Regions from separate parts of the Mus musculus genome. Here region 2 is linked to region 1. The links are chromatin contacts, called in public Hi-C maps. All regions are on one chromosome and are shown on one strand. Each heading gives the region's core, a stretch centred on a gene start, on an enhancer-like site or on the middle of the called end of the contact. The rest is flanking DNA. Distances are from core to core; before and after follow the strand shown.

Region 1 (7,527 bases), core at 4,328-6,827:
CCAAAACACTCTGATGTTTAAAGTTTTATATATTACCATCATATATATGTGCATACATATATATTTACATACATATATACATACATAAAAATTATACATTTATATAATATTCATATGTACCTATAAATTATAAATATACATATAAATACATGTATACATTTATATACACAAAATATATTGAAATGTGTATATAATATGGCGATGCTTTGAGTTTACCTTGTTTGTTTTTAAATATGAGCAGTGTTTAGATACAAAAATAAAGTGGGTATTAAATAAAGAAAATCTGTTTAAGTTTTACCTTGCCTTTTTAATGTTCTCTCTTGTTTTAATTTAGACATCACTACTGTCATATGTAGAGTTGATAGGCTCTGATTCACATCATCTGTCTCCCCAGCAGAGAGGGGAACCAAGAGTGGCTGGGGAAGTGCAAAGCAGAGCTATTAAATTTGTATTTACTGCTAATCATTTCAGCTCCTGGCAGGCAGCCTAACTGCAAACACAGAGAGGATGCTCAGGAGAGTCATGGTCATATAGCATTCCCAGTGACTTTCAGTAAGTCACAAGGGTGGTGAAAGCTCCGGGTTTAGTGGGTAAATATTATTGCAGCTTAAGGTTTCTTGTGCTGTTTCTAGCTCAGGATTTATTAAATATAATTTAATGAAATATATAATTTAAAGAAATGAAGCAAAATGTGATTAGTATCTTCCTGTCCTGTCTTTTTGGGACAGCCAGCCAATGCATAAGCTTCTTAAAAGACGAAAACTAATCTAAGACTTTTTCTATGCATAGCTTCCATTAATGTTAATGGATTCTTCTGGGCATGGTTTCTATTAATGTTAATGAGATGCCCCCTTGAAGAAAGAAAAGAAAAGGAAACCAATCTCCATTTGCTTAAAGTAGTTTCCAGTGTAGGCTGAGAATGAGTGTCTAATAATAAAATATACTGACTCCAAAGACAGGAAATTATTCACCTTCTAATTTTGCTTTCAACTTATCTCAGTTCCATTTCTAAAGTTGTAAATTCAGCAAATCTTCAGGAAACAGAACTATATCAGTTGTATAAGCAGTACTAATACTTTTTCCAACCTAGGATCTCTCTTCCATTTAAACTGTCATAGAGACTTTTTCTTCTATCTCTTGAGTCGTGCCTGTACCTGCTACTTAAACAATGTGTGTTCACAATGATGGAATAATTGTTAATTAAAAGGCAGGGAGAATCATTTACATAGGAGAAAAAGGACAGGTGTGGTGGATTTCTTGGCATTTATTCAAGGTCAATCGGACATATCTGTAGCAGAAAGAGCAATTCTAATATGTGTTGCAAACTCAATATGTCAATTTCTGTATTAAAATTGTATGCTGAAAAGGGCATTATTTAAAATCCTGCCTGGTAGCAGCCTTTTAATAGTTAGTCCTGGTGCCAAAATTGAAGGACTACGTCTTTATCCCCAGGACTGCAATTTTCTTTTTCCTTGCTGCGGTTCTTTTCTCTGTTCCTTCCTGTGGGCTCTTGAATAAAGCAGCACATTTTCTAGTGCAGTAAACAGGTCAGTCATAAGTCACTCTCGATTTTCCAAAACAAAAAGCTGCCTTTTGTTAAAATGCCCTAGTTAGGTTATGCCACAGAAGGCACAGGAATGTGATGAGTCCTATCATAGGAGCCACTTACAAAGGTCACTGAAAAAAATACCCAAGGTCCATCATAATACCTCATTGTGAATGTGGGTACATATGTGTGTTCAGCTCTATAGAAAACAGTTATTTTCTTTTCTTTAACTCACTTTTCCCCTAGTTTCCATGTCGTCTGCATCTTGGTATTTATATATTTTTAACATCATACAAATGAAAATTTCATTAACTTTAAAGCTTGTCTATAATAGAAAGTATTAATCTTAAAGGTAGAGTTTCAGTTAATGTGGATTATTATGAAAAAAAATTAAAGGAGTTTTGTTGCTGTTTTGTTTTGTTGCTGTTCTTCTTGTTATTCTTGTCTAGTTTCATGTATATTTTTTTCAGTTTCTGTCTCAATTTGAAAACAAAATTTTTTAAAGGACTCAGTAGATAGTATTAACTCCAGGATTCCATGTCATCGTGAGCCCCTGGTTCTCGCTCAGTGACAGATGTCTAAGTTCCTATGGCTAAGCGTAGGTGAGAGAGAAAAATCTAGAGATTTGTTTCTGTGTTACAAAGAAAATTTAAGGATACACGAAATTAGTTTTATCCAGTTTAGAGTCACACAGTACTGCTGATTTTCAAACTGCAGATAAGTGACTTTGGGATTTTACACATAGGATTGCTGTCTTGTTTTCAGTAAATCAACCAACCATTCTAGAGTTCCTTGTGCTGAGCAGAAAGATCAGAATCCAAAGGGGCAGAGCCAGGTCACAAGCAGCTTGTTTATTAGCTATGGGTCTGCATGGAGCAGGGTAATCATTGGTCTGTGTATCTGAATGGGGTGCAGGCACAAAGCCGTTTCAAATACTGCTTCAGAGAAGACATGGTTATTGACAAATGTGTCGTAAACTCTGAATCCCTAGTTGAATAAGCTCAAATCAGCCAAAGAACTCATAGATGCTGAAGTCCTAGTAGGCTATTATGGGACGTTTGCGGATAATCTTACGTAAAAGATCATTTGGATCCCTTTAAGTTAGGGTTTGTAAGTACTTATCCAAGAATCCAGTTTTATATAATAAAAGTATAGTTTACCTTATGAGAAATCCTAGATAGGACAAAACTACTGGGAGAGCATGACTCTTGCCAGGGACCTGGGAGAGGATGAGACAGGCTGCCTCATGATGGGATTTTTATAATGATGGGATCATGTCAATTATTGCTACCACTGTGGCTGGGTAGCTGTCTTTGTCATGGTAATTAAACAGTTTGATTTAAAGGTTAGGTTTATCTCATTCTTTGTATTAGTGATGGAAGGAAGCAGGCCTTCTTGAGAAGCCACTAATTATCCATATTGAAATATCATAAATGATATGAAAAATGATGTTCAGTGATCTGGAGAACAGAAGAATAAGATAAGTTCAGGGTGTAGGTGTGGGTGTCAGCTGCTGTCTAAGACAAGCTCACAGTGCTGTGACTGCAGACACTGGTTAGGGTACAAACATATTTAGGACTGTTACTCAGGACAGCCAGATCTGTCACTCTCAGTCACCACTTTGTATCTTAGGAACAGAAGCAGCCAGCACCTTCTCCTAATCACGGCTCCTGAATCGTGGGCTTGCTTGGTTTCTACACACTGAACCCCACACTTTCCTGTGTTGTCCTCTGCTCATCTTGTAGCTCTGCTTCTGGCCCTTCTTGCCACCCATGCATGTAATTATTAGAGGCCCCGAGGGCCTTTGCTACTGTTATGTTTTATACTCAGGCCCCTGGAGATCCCATTCTCCCCTCAGCCTTTAATATCAGTGTTGATATTTCCAAATTTACTCCCATTAACTGAATTCACATGTCCTATCTATCAGCCAACTCCGTATTGATATTTTACTGCCAAAAACCAACATGACAATCCTGTGGATCGCTAGGTCTCCACAGCATCACCTCAACAGATGTCAGCTTGTGGATGCTTCGTACAGAGTCCTGCACTCACATTCTCCTGTCAATACTCTTGCTGGGCATACTCTAGTATGACCTGATTGTAATTAAAATCTACTCAATAGTAACCATACCTTGCCATTGGAGCAGTCTACTAATGCCCCTTTTACCTGTGTCTTGGGCTCTTGTTTTGTCCCTATGAAATTGGAAAACAAACTTTATAAATATTTTATTTTTTAAAATTTAGACAGGATCTTTCTAGGAAGCTCTCTCTGCCCTTGAACCTGCTATGTAAATGAATTTGATCTCTAACTCACATAGATCCTGCCTGCCTCTGCTTCCTGGGTGCTAGAATTAACGATGTGCAGCACCACCATGCCCGTTGAGAGCATTCAAAGACTTAAACCTCATGGAATCAATAATTCCTTCAGAGTCCTTCAAATCTACCTATCTTGCCCATAGTAAAAGTCAAAATTTTCCAATGTCCTATGAATTCTGATATAGTAGGAGGTATTCCCTTCCCCACACTCTTCTAGCCACATTGGCCTTCTCTACATGTCCTGCTTAATTTGCCTCTGAGCTTTTGGATCTGATGGCCAGGGACATTTTTTTAAGACATCATTGCTCTTTACCTAGCTTCCTTTGAGGAATTATAAAGTCACTTTTTAGTGACGACTGCTCTGGCCTCACTTCCAAGGCCACATTTTTATTATCTTTCTCTTACAATTTCATTTATTTCTCCCTTTTTGTTTACCCATGCATTATACATGAAAATTATATGAATTCAAACATTTTTATATGCTTGCTTTTTCATTGCTGGTATCCAAGTTAACACTTGTCCAGAGAGCGAATGTAATTGTAATTGCATTAAAAATTCTTCAGTAGATTGACTACTATACATGTCTTAGTGTAGATTCCTTCTGGTAGATTCCTCTCTAGATCTTTAAAGAATGGAAGGAATAATTTCTTTCTGGGCTAAGTTGCTCAGGAGAGCTGCGGAAAAATAAAATTAGTTCCTCTTTGCAATGTGAGCCTGCCAGAAGCCTGCTTGTTTACCTTCATTTAGTTGGCTTCCTAAGCAGTAAGGGATAGAGCATATCATGGCCCTGAACATTTGTCCAGGAAATGCAATAAGAAAGTTTGACCAACCCAATTTTATTATTTGGTAACTGTCCCTGTTATAATGCCCAAGTCAGTTAGTCTGTGTGGGTAAGATTCAGCTGCTGGGTATCAAATAAACTTATAAAACAGCAACAACAAAAGAAAGGGAAAAAATGAAGGAACTATCAATATCCTGGTATGTGTAAGGTTCTCAAAAGATGTATTATCCAAAGGCTGAGGGAGGGGAATCTCACTTCACACAGATCCGGTCCCATTTTGGAAAGAAAAGGCAGAAATTTCCAGGACTATGGTGGTTGCTGTTTCTCAAAACTAGATAAGTATTTGTGCTGGCAGTATTCTTGGAACACATAGAACTTGTAACCTGCTGCACCCCTTCTATGGGAGCAGGCCTTGTCAGATGAGATCAAATTGTCTTTTTGTTATCCAGACACAAAGAAAAGAGTCCCATGTTTGTGAAATTAGCTAGGGGAGAGGGACCCCAGTTCACTTGCATGCTGGCTTCCAGAGAGGCCATTGGAAAGGGGACTTCATACTAGTCCACTTAAGATAATTAGACCAGTCAATCGTCAGGCTTCGCTATGGACCTCATTAATGCAGCTTCTCAGAGAAGAATTTTTATTTGGGAAAATTAGCCCTGTGCTCTCAAGAGCACTGAAAAGACATCTTCCAGCCCCAGGTGAGGATCCAAGAGTCTTCATTATCACCTCTGGTATCGGAAGAGAAGGTACTTTGATTCATTGCCACATTCAGATGAGTGAGAAAAATGCTCCTCAAAAGAATGAATAGATTTTGATAAACAAATGGACTCTAAAAGGATATTTAAGCAGCAAGCGTATCTACTATAGCAGAGCTAGTCTGTCTAGACACAAAGGCTGCTAGGCACAAGGACTGCATTAGTTGTGTACAGAGTAAGCAAACCTCCAAGAGATGCTTAGGAAATTCAGCAACTGCACCGCTTTCGCTGCAATGCCTTTGTACAGGAGTAGAGTCAGCCTTTGTGGATTCCCTTTTGAGTGTATTTTCCTTTGCTCTTTGTTTGTATGCTATTTCATGTAGCACTGTAAATAACTCTGGCGGGCTTTAAGAAAATTCTGTTTTGTGTGGTTTACTTTAGATGCATCCATTAAGTGCACTAGTGATTAAATCCCAGCAAGCTTTATGACAAAATGCTGTGATGTTGCCTTCTATCCTAATAAGAAAACCATATTCTATATCTCTGCTTCCTGCTTTCCTTTATAACCTCCTGGCCAAGAGATATCTTATAGTATGTATAGAACTTGAAACACAATATTAAGTTTTAACCAAGTTCTACTGCTAGCTAGCCCTGTGACCATTGCTAAGTCTCTTCAACTTTGTTTTTGTCATCTCTAGAGTATGCAGCTTGCTTCCTGTTTCCTAAAGCAATTGTAAGAATTAAATGATGTGAGACAAGGAAGCTGTCTCCTATCTGGCATCTTGTAGTTATTTAACAAGTAACACCTTCTGTCATTACTATTACAGTCTAAGTTCCAACACCAGTAATTAATCCAAGACATGATTAGTCCCTGGATTCTTGCAAATGATCAGAGATTCCCTGAGAACCCCTTAAAATACTTTAATGGAAGCATAATTTTCATGGCCATATTAATTCTACAGTAGATACTGACGAAATGAGAGATTTGCTTATCAATACATAGAAAAGCTTATTTTCTATGCCTTAGTTTGGTCTGTTGTAATAAATTCCAAAAAGGGACCTAGAGAATAGCATTATCAAATCAGTAAATTCAATGAGCATGTTATCTACTTTAATGAAATATTTATCTATATGCAAATAATCTAAGCCTGGGAATGGATGTCAGTACTGCAATTTCATATTACCACAGTGTGCACTGTCATTGTACAGCAGAATGACGATTTTTAAGAAGTAATTGGTCTTAAAAACTCTTCAGGATGAAGTTTCCATGTACATATATAAAAGTAAATTAGAAATGGTGTTGTGAATAATAATTTACTACTATTTTCTCAGCCTAGGGTCTACATTTGCCCTAATATAAACTGTGCGTGTATGTGTGTGTGTATGTGTCTGTGTGTCTGTGTGTGTTTGTGTGAGTATGTGTGTGTTTGTGTGTATGTATATATATGTGTGTGTGTGTATATATATATATATATATATATATATATATATATGTGTGTGTGTGTGTGTGTGTGTGTGTGGTGTGTGTGTGTTTATGCTTCAATATTAGGATCTTAGACATTTTTGCAATGTTTAACCATTTGTCATAAAGGCTTAGTATATTGTAACCATTTTTGAAAGACTTGTGAGATTTTTATTGATATATTTATCTTAACTAAATTTTCTTTGAGAGTGTTCTATGAAGTAGAATAAAGTTAATACACACGCATGCACGTGCACACACACACACACACACACACACACACACACACACACACATATATGAAGTAATGTGGAAAAAAATTACAAATCTCGTATCAAATCATTTGTTTACTCCCCCCTCCACCACTGGCTTCTTGATGGACAGTCGAGCAGCACTCTTGTGAGCTCTTGCTCTCAGCAAGTCTAATGGAGTTCTAAAGAGCAAGTTGAGAGCTTTAAAGCATATAGATCTTGTTTTGCATGAAGCAAAAGAATATGGGAGAAACAGCCCTAAGAAACAGCTTTTGTGTGTGATATTTATGAAAATGTTCTTTTGTATTATTCTACTTGAATTCTAGCAGAAAGCTATATTAGGATCAAAACTGAAATACAAAAATGGCTCACATAAATACAGGAAAGCAGTATTGAAATGGGCTGGTTAGGTGGCAGTTTGGGGGATTGAAAGGCAAAGCCAGAGGTTTTCTGTGCATTCCTCCATGGTACCTCCT
Region 2 (7,331 bases), core at 4,586-7,085, 200 kb before region 1:
AGTAAAATAAAATAAGGTTTGAGGGAGAAAGGGGTAATGATGGATTGCCATGTTTTTGATATGGAACCCCTGGTTTTGTTTATAGATTGATTGACAAACTTACCTGTTTGTAAGCTAGCATCCAATATACAAATTCAAATGGCCACGTGAATAAGGAGCTGATTTGAATCAAATCCTCTCAGAATAACTTTCAAGGAGAAAGTTGGGTATGAGAGTTCACATCAAGTATGCTAACTCATTCCTATAATCCCAGTGCTTATGAAAAATGGGTAGGAGAATTTGGGGTTCAAGCCCAGCCAACACTATATGATATCCTGTCTTAATATAGCATTAATTAACAATATTTTAATAAAACACAGGCTCTCATATTTTTGCTGCATATTATACATAGAGTGAAAAGTGTATGACAGGCTATGATTTCAGAGGTATGTGGATTTCTACTGCAACAGAAATAACTGCAAGACTCTCACTCTAGGGGGCGCACTGCTGCCCCCGTCATTCGTTGAAATACTGGGCAATATTTCAGGTATAGCCCCCGATCTTAATCCGAAGGTGGCCACCTGTCTGGTTACATGAACAGTGTATGATCTAGAATGATAGGCAGGCTTTTTTCCCCTGTCCCTCACCCCCCCCCCCCACTGGGGACACAAAGCTTTCCAGAAAGATGTTCAGTTTCATGGAAATGTCATCGTCCTCGTCATTGTTGTTGTTGTTGTTGTTGTTGTTGGGGACAGTAGGTCTTAGAATGTTTGGCCCTGATTCTATTTCCCTTATGAAATTGGGTGAGAACCCGTCATTAGAAGAGGAGAGATCACAGAGGGACAAGTCCATATCTCAAGAATTCTTTGATATCCCAATTTATTTACTGAAAGACAGTTAATTCACATCACTTCTCTTTCTCTTCTCACCCTCTTTTGTTCCCTGCTTCCCTCTTCTACCTCTTCCTTGGCTGCTCATCCTGTTGCCTTCCTAGACTTTCAGTTCCCCTGACTTACACTGGTTCCTAGGAGTCACAGTGTTGTAATGGGAAGGAGGGCTCTTTGTTATAAATAATGTGAGCAGTAAGCAGATCAACGGAACTGACGCTGAGTGGACGGTGTCAAGCCTTTTTTAGCAGTTTGGTTTTGAACACCCGGTAGAACAAGTTTGGCCCAATAAAAAAAAGCAGAATTCCTTCCCTTTTAAGAGCTCTAAAGACACTGGTTACTTTTATGCAGAGGGGTAGGGGACAGTGCTTTTTGCCCAAGTGATTCAGAGGGAAGGATCACCTGGCTGAGAAGGGAGCGTTGCCTTTTAGGTGTTTCCCGCATCGCGTCCACGTGCCTCTATGATGTGTGGAGAATGCCAGGGAGAGGCAAAGCGGGCGGGTTTTTTTCGGAAAGCTAGACCAGCCTCCCTCCTTACATAGGCTCGTCCTCTGCATTGCATCCGAGCTTCGGTGATTTGCTGTTTGGAGACTGCAGATTTGCATAGAGCCCCTTGCTTCACCAGCGTGTGTGGTTTTTCAGTTCTTTTATTTATTTTTTCTTTCTATTTTTCTTTCCTTTTCTTTCTTTCTTTTTCTTTTCTTTTTTTAAAATTTTCTCCTCTTCCGCTCTTTCATCTGCCCCTGCTTTTCCTCCGCTCGCTTTCCCCAGTTCGATCCCTGCTGTCTTCACGAGGGTGCCCACTTCCCTCTGAACCCATCGTCGGGCGTAGTGTCAGGAGGCGGCGGACTCGGAGATTGCCTCTGGAGCAGGCGATGCGCGCCGCTGCTCTGCGCGCTGCCCGGGTGAGGCTGGCGGGAGCTGGAGAGCTGGCCAGGGCTGAATGGAGGGACAGGGTGCCTTGCGTCCATGGGGTCTGCTTCTTTCCTGAAAGGAGGCTGGACCGGCGAAGTGGTCTCCCAGTTCCCCGCGCACAATGCTAAATGGATTTACCTAGTGGATTCCCGGTGGATGGCTGTCATGTAGAAGTGAAGACCCTCCGGGAGGAGCTTTAAACAATTTCCAGGCTCCCCAACCCCGGCACACACTCTCGCCCGAAACTCTTGGGGAGTATCTCTGGAGAACCTGGAGCCCTGCAAACCTGGAAGCAGCCACCCTTTCTGCGCTTGCTGTTCTTCGGGTCTGCTTTTCCGGACAAGTCCTCCGGCCAGCTACATTCACCTCGGCTATGTTTCGGATTGTTTGGGGTACTGTTGTAGGGCACTGCAGACTCCAGGACCCTGAGAAGACTGTCCGAAGGAGGGAGAGGATGGCTGCCCTGGCGCGGTAAGGCGGCCAATCCAGCAGCCAACCGCGAGCCGCCCGATCCCCGGCTTCCTCTTCTCTTCTTGTGCCCCAAACTTTGCCTCCCGCGGCGGCTGCCCCTTGGCGGGCGCCCCGCCATGTACCAGAGGATGCTTCGGTGCGGCGCCGATCTGGGATCGCCCGGGGGCGGCAGTGGCGGCGGCGCAGGGGGGCGCCTGGCCCTGATCTGGATAGTCCCGCTCACCCTCAGCGGCCTCCTAGGAGTGGCCTGGGGGGCATCCAGTTTGGGAGCGCACCACATCCACCATTTCCATGGCAGCAGCAAGCATCATTCAGTGCCTATTGCAATCTACAGGTCACCAGCATCCTTGCGAGGCGGACACGGTGGGTCTGCAATGCCAAGTTCTTGCGGGTTATCCTCTTGCTTCCCCTCTTCAACCCTGCACTTGATCGCGGCGTCTCGGCCCTTAAGGCTCTAAGATGTGGGAGCCAGAGAAAAGGGAGGTGCATTTAGGTGTGCTTGTTGGGAGCCACTTATCTCTTTGAAGACAATAGAAAGGGATGGGTGAAGGCAGCGCGGGTGTTTGTGGTGAGGGGTGGGAGGGGCGTGCCTTGCCGAGGTGCCGGGAGATGTGGGCATCTAATACAGGACCAGCCTGGGCAGGGAGCCTGGCCCCGCTGAAAGGGGGTGTCTCTCGCCAGAAGGTCACTCAGTGGCCAGATGGGGCGCCGCGCTCCACAGAGGTAACTGAGGGAGAGAGATGAGGGCTCTGCAGAACCTTTTGTCTGTGCAGCGCTGCCCCACCTCCAGACCATCTTTCCTGGCCCGAGCAGTGAGCATTCGAACCTGTGCATCTCTCCAAAGCGCTGCTTCCAGACTGCAGTGCCAGGAAAGAGGTCCCGGGACTAGGCACCCACTCAACAGGAGGCCATTCCCTCTTACCCCACGTGTGTCTTACTTGGATAAGGCAGCAGTACAGTGAGCTACCTACCCTCTCTGATCTTCGTCAGTCCCTACTGGACACAGAGCTCCTCCTGGAAACCATCCTTTCTCCACCACACACACACACACACACACACACACACACACACACACACACACACACACACACACACACACGGCCGAATTATTCTCTAGATGCAATGGGAGTGGTCTGAGACTTCACAGACCCCCATCTCCCTGAAGATTGGTCTCCTGAACACCGCCAGTCTAGCTCCCTCCTCTGTGCAATTCTTTCCATGGAGTGCAGGCTTCCTGGACTAAGCCAGGAGTTCTGCCTGGAAGAAGAGAAATTTCAGGAAAAGGGACCTATTTTCCAGTTTGTTAGGGAAGATCTGAGTGTAGAGAAATGCCTTGTGAGCCAGTATCCTCTTATGTTTAGATGAAAGCTATATCAGATTCACCGAATTGCCAAAAATAAAATAACAAAATCAGCCAGGTTTCCCGCCCCCCCCCCCTTTCTCAGTGCCTGTGAGGCTTTTTTCTTTGTCTCTTCTGAGTGTAAGACCTACTCATTTACCCAGCAGGCTGGACGCTGTGATCACTTTCTTTGGCTGTTCTTCCATTTCTTTCTTGCAGTCAATTCACCTTTGAGACTCTGCTCCTTGGATCCTCTACTCCCTCTCATGTATTTCCCCTCCCAGGGGCAACTGTTAGTACTATGATGTCGGGCCCTTCTCCTGGGATAGACTTCCTACCTCGGGACTCCTGTGGGCTAGGCATGAAAAGCTACAGCATGATCTAATGAACAGAGACAGGTCACCCTGGCAACCCCTCACTGGGAGTGGAATAGTGACACACTTTACATTGGCTCCAAATAATTGATTGTTTACCTCACCTGGTTCTTGAAGGAATTCCTTTAGAGACACCTAGTAAAACCCGAACCAGGGCTTTCTATAATATCAGAGGGCAGATCCCTGGGAAACCATAGAGTTCCAGGTGCTCTTCCCTCTGACTCCCTAGATTCTGGGGAGCATACTGCTACCTTACCTGAGTGTAGCCCTCAACCACTGCTCTGCCTTTGTGCAGAATTATACCACTCCTGTGGGAGGAAGGAGAGCCAGGGCACAGGAGGGCCAGACAGAGCGTGGGTGGGTGGGAGTGGTGTACCAGATGGGGGTATGTGAGGGTGTGGGATGGCTAATTGTAGCAGTGGGGCGCTATGAGCTAATTATCTCATATGCACATAAGTTTCTTGTGGGTCTGACTCTGCAGAGTGACCCAGTGGTAAGGTCTGAGAATGTGGACAGGGCTTGTGGAGGTGACAGGACAAAAAGGGCCCCTGTAGCAATTTGACACTCCTTTACAAATGTAGCTTCTACCCCAGGCAGATGCCCTCTGCTGGTCTTTGGTAACATTTATTTCCCTCCAGAATAGACTGATTGTCTGTATGTGAATGAAAAATCAGGCTCATCTATCATTGAAAAGGAGAAATCAAGATGGGCAGGTAGAGACAGTGAATGGGCCACAGTAGGCATTATTCTTTAGGGTCAGAGAACTTTCTTTCTTTCAGAGAATGCTATTTATGTGGCCACATTTGTTTGTAAAACCTCCCTCCATTCCTACATACTCACCAGTCAGAATTTAAGGTCCTAAATAAAATACAGGTGTGAAGTTTTCACATGTCTCCCCTCCCTTCTCTAGAAAAGAGACAATTCTATAGAGAGCAAGCTAAGAACATTAGGCTGAAAAAATCGGTGTCTGAGGGTGGTGCACTCCGAAACCAGGGTGTGCAAGGAGAGCAGAGGGCCCCAGAGCAGGGCTCGTAGGGTGGGAGCTTGAGAGAAACCTAATAGAAAGAGGTGAAGTCGAATTTGTTGGGTCAATAAGCTTGATGAATATTTAGCTAATTATTAGGACAAAGGGCTCACAAGGAAAGAATTGCTGAGCCTAATGGATGAGAGAGAAAGCAAAGCAAAAAGGTAAATGACAGTGTGATGAATTCCTACTAGGAAATGAAGGCAAGTTAAAAAGGAGGCTTCATTTAAAATCTGTGACTCTTGCAAATGTGCATGTGTGGATAAATACATGAGCCTGTTTGGTTGTCTTAGAGTTTCCGAGAAGCATAAGACTGTTTGTTTTTTAATAAGGAGTACGTACATATATGTTAAGTGTATGTAAGGAAAGGAAAGCTTGGGTAGCATATTCTAAGGGAGAAAATTTAGTCTCTTATGTTTTAGAAACTGCTGGATCCAGGTTCATTCTTCTTCATGTTTTTTCATGCTATGCTTCATTTGCACTATTATGAGGTGTCACTTACAAGGTTTGCGGGTGCAGAGGGAGCTCATGTCTACCACACATGTCTTTGTGTAAGCTGACCCAATTGCAAAGATTGTGGTGAGGATTTTCTTAAGTGCATATATATGAGAAGCAGATTTGGAGACAGTTTCTGCCTCTCCCCTCCCCAATTTTGTATGAATTTAAAAACATAGATGGTGAAACAACTTCTGTATAAATTTTTTTTTTTTTAGTTAAGTCAGTGGAGAACTATGTAACTGTAAATGATAAGAAGCAAGGCTGCTTATAATTAAAGCCAACTGGAGTCCAGAATAGACCCGTGTGCTCAGCCAGTACTGCTTTTGTGCTGTGCCATATGTGTGGAGCAGAGAATGATGTCAGTGCTATGCTCAGGTTCCCTGCTCAGCTCCCAGCATTCCTAAGCACCAATGTTCTGCATACTTTAGAAAATTAGCTTAAAGCCTCTCAATATTTTCAGAAGATACAGAAAGGAGAAAACATTCACAGATCTTAGCAACTAAAGTCAGTTCATCTCTTCCCGCAAATATGAACTCTGGAAATTATATTACTGTGATGAGCTTATACTATTAAAGAGCAAAATGGTTTCTTCAAGGGGAGAAGTGAACGAATTTTAAAGCTAGGTTTGTGTTTAAGGGAACTCAATGACATTAAATAAAGATAAAATTCATAGCTGGAATTTGTAACATATTCTTCCAAAGTACTTTCAAGGCATATGACAAAGTTCTAAAGGGAGCTTAAATATCTTTTGTGTGTGTGTGTGTGTGTGTGTGTGTGTGTGTGTGTGCGAGGCTACTGAGACATGTCGTGTCAAAGATGGGCCAAGAAATAGAGCCAATCTCTGATCAGAGTGAAAAAGAGATTACAGTCAGAGATTTGTGACCCCATAGCCCAAAGTGATTGTATGATCTCAGAGGTAGAGAGTGTTCTCCATGTGGCTTCATGGGGTCTTTTGGAGTAGAATTCATTATGAATAATCCAGCCACCAGTTTTGTGTCTAGTCTATCTTAACACCTCTGTGTGCTGCATGTAGACACACTCAGTTGGTGCCCCACTGGTGTCATCAATAACTCTGTTGTGGACTGTAACATGCTTGTTGATAGAAACTTTCTGACTTATTTTCGATCACAACCAAGAGAATTGATTAGCAAATCTTCACTATGTTCTGCCTGGGTGAAGATCGCTCTGGTTATTGATTACTATAGGTGACTGGAGACATTTAACTCTGAATGTTTGGAACAGGTTTTGTTACTCCACACTTGGGCTGTTGACATTGTAAGCAAAGACATCACTGATATGTTCTGAAGAAGATGGTCAGTGAATAGTGTTGAAACACATTTTTGAAACATTTATGTTCTAAATAATCCTGACAGCCTAGAGAAATTTTGAGTTTGTCCCAAAAGAGTAATATATTTATGCTTTAGATTGTTTACCTATTTGCTGAGTACATATGCCATAAATGAAAAAGTATCTATGTTTGTTTGTGTACCAGGTACCATTAAGGGCTACAGTGTAAGGGAATATATGGGGGGGGAGGGGCCAGCTAGGAGGAGCCAGAGCACTTAAAGTCCAATCATCATGTTTATACCTTAGCTCTAAAAGTCCATACTTTCAGAAAATATCAATCTTTAGAAAAATAAATATAATTTCTCTTAGAAAACAGGTAATCTCCAAACACAATGATAAACAAAATCCTACAAAGTTTATCCATATGTAGTAGTCATCTGGACTACACCATAAAATGGTCAAATAAAAGTATGAAACTGAATTTTATCACCACTATCTTCTATTGCCTTAAATATTAATATTCCAGGAAGATTTCTTTGCACAATTCCCCTTTGTCA

The links. A called contact is a pair of places that touch in the nucleus more often than the background predicts.
Region 2: a contact with region 1 is called in a Hi-C map of cortical neurons, with 1.9 times the contacts expected there. The contact joins two enhancer-like sites. A contact is called at or near these places in 2 of 39 promoter capture datasets (hippocampal neurons and pre-B cells), 1 of 15 datasets of contacts at CTCF or cohesin (pro-B cells), 1 of 484 Hi-C or Micro-C datasets (cortical neurons) and 8 of 115 datasets of contacts at active chromatin or transcription factors (the 230-238 cell line, embryonic forebrain, embryonic stem cells and 2 more).

What each region holds. Positions count from the first base shown.
Region 1 is chr17:90,245,326-90,252,852 of GRCm38.p6, reverse strand. The region is part of intron 18 of Nrxn1 (neurexin I); the gene reads left to right. Among named protein-coding and RNA genes, the nearest start is that of Gm32337, 210 kb to the left of the region's middle. Within about 2 kb of position 5,577, at least 6 of the 459 cell types and tissues checked have an H3K27ac peak or open chromatin away from gene starts, as enhancers often do. A contact at or near this core is called in cortical neurons, where this site is marked.
Region 2 is chr17:90,450,090-90,457,420 of GRCm38.p6, reverse strand. All of the region lies in intron 17 of Nrxn1 (neurexin I), which reads left to right. Among named protein-coding and RNA genes, the nearest start is that of Gm32337, 8.2 kb to the left of the region's middle. Within about 2 kb of position 5,835, at least 9 of the 459 cell types and tissues checked have an H3K27ac peak or open chromatin away from gene starts, as enhancers often do. A contact at or near this core is called in cortical neurons, where this site is marked.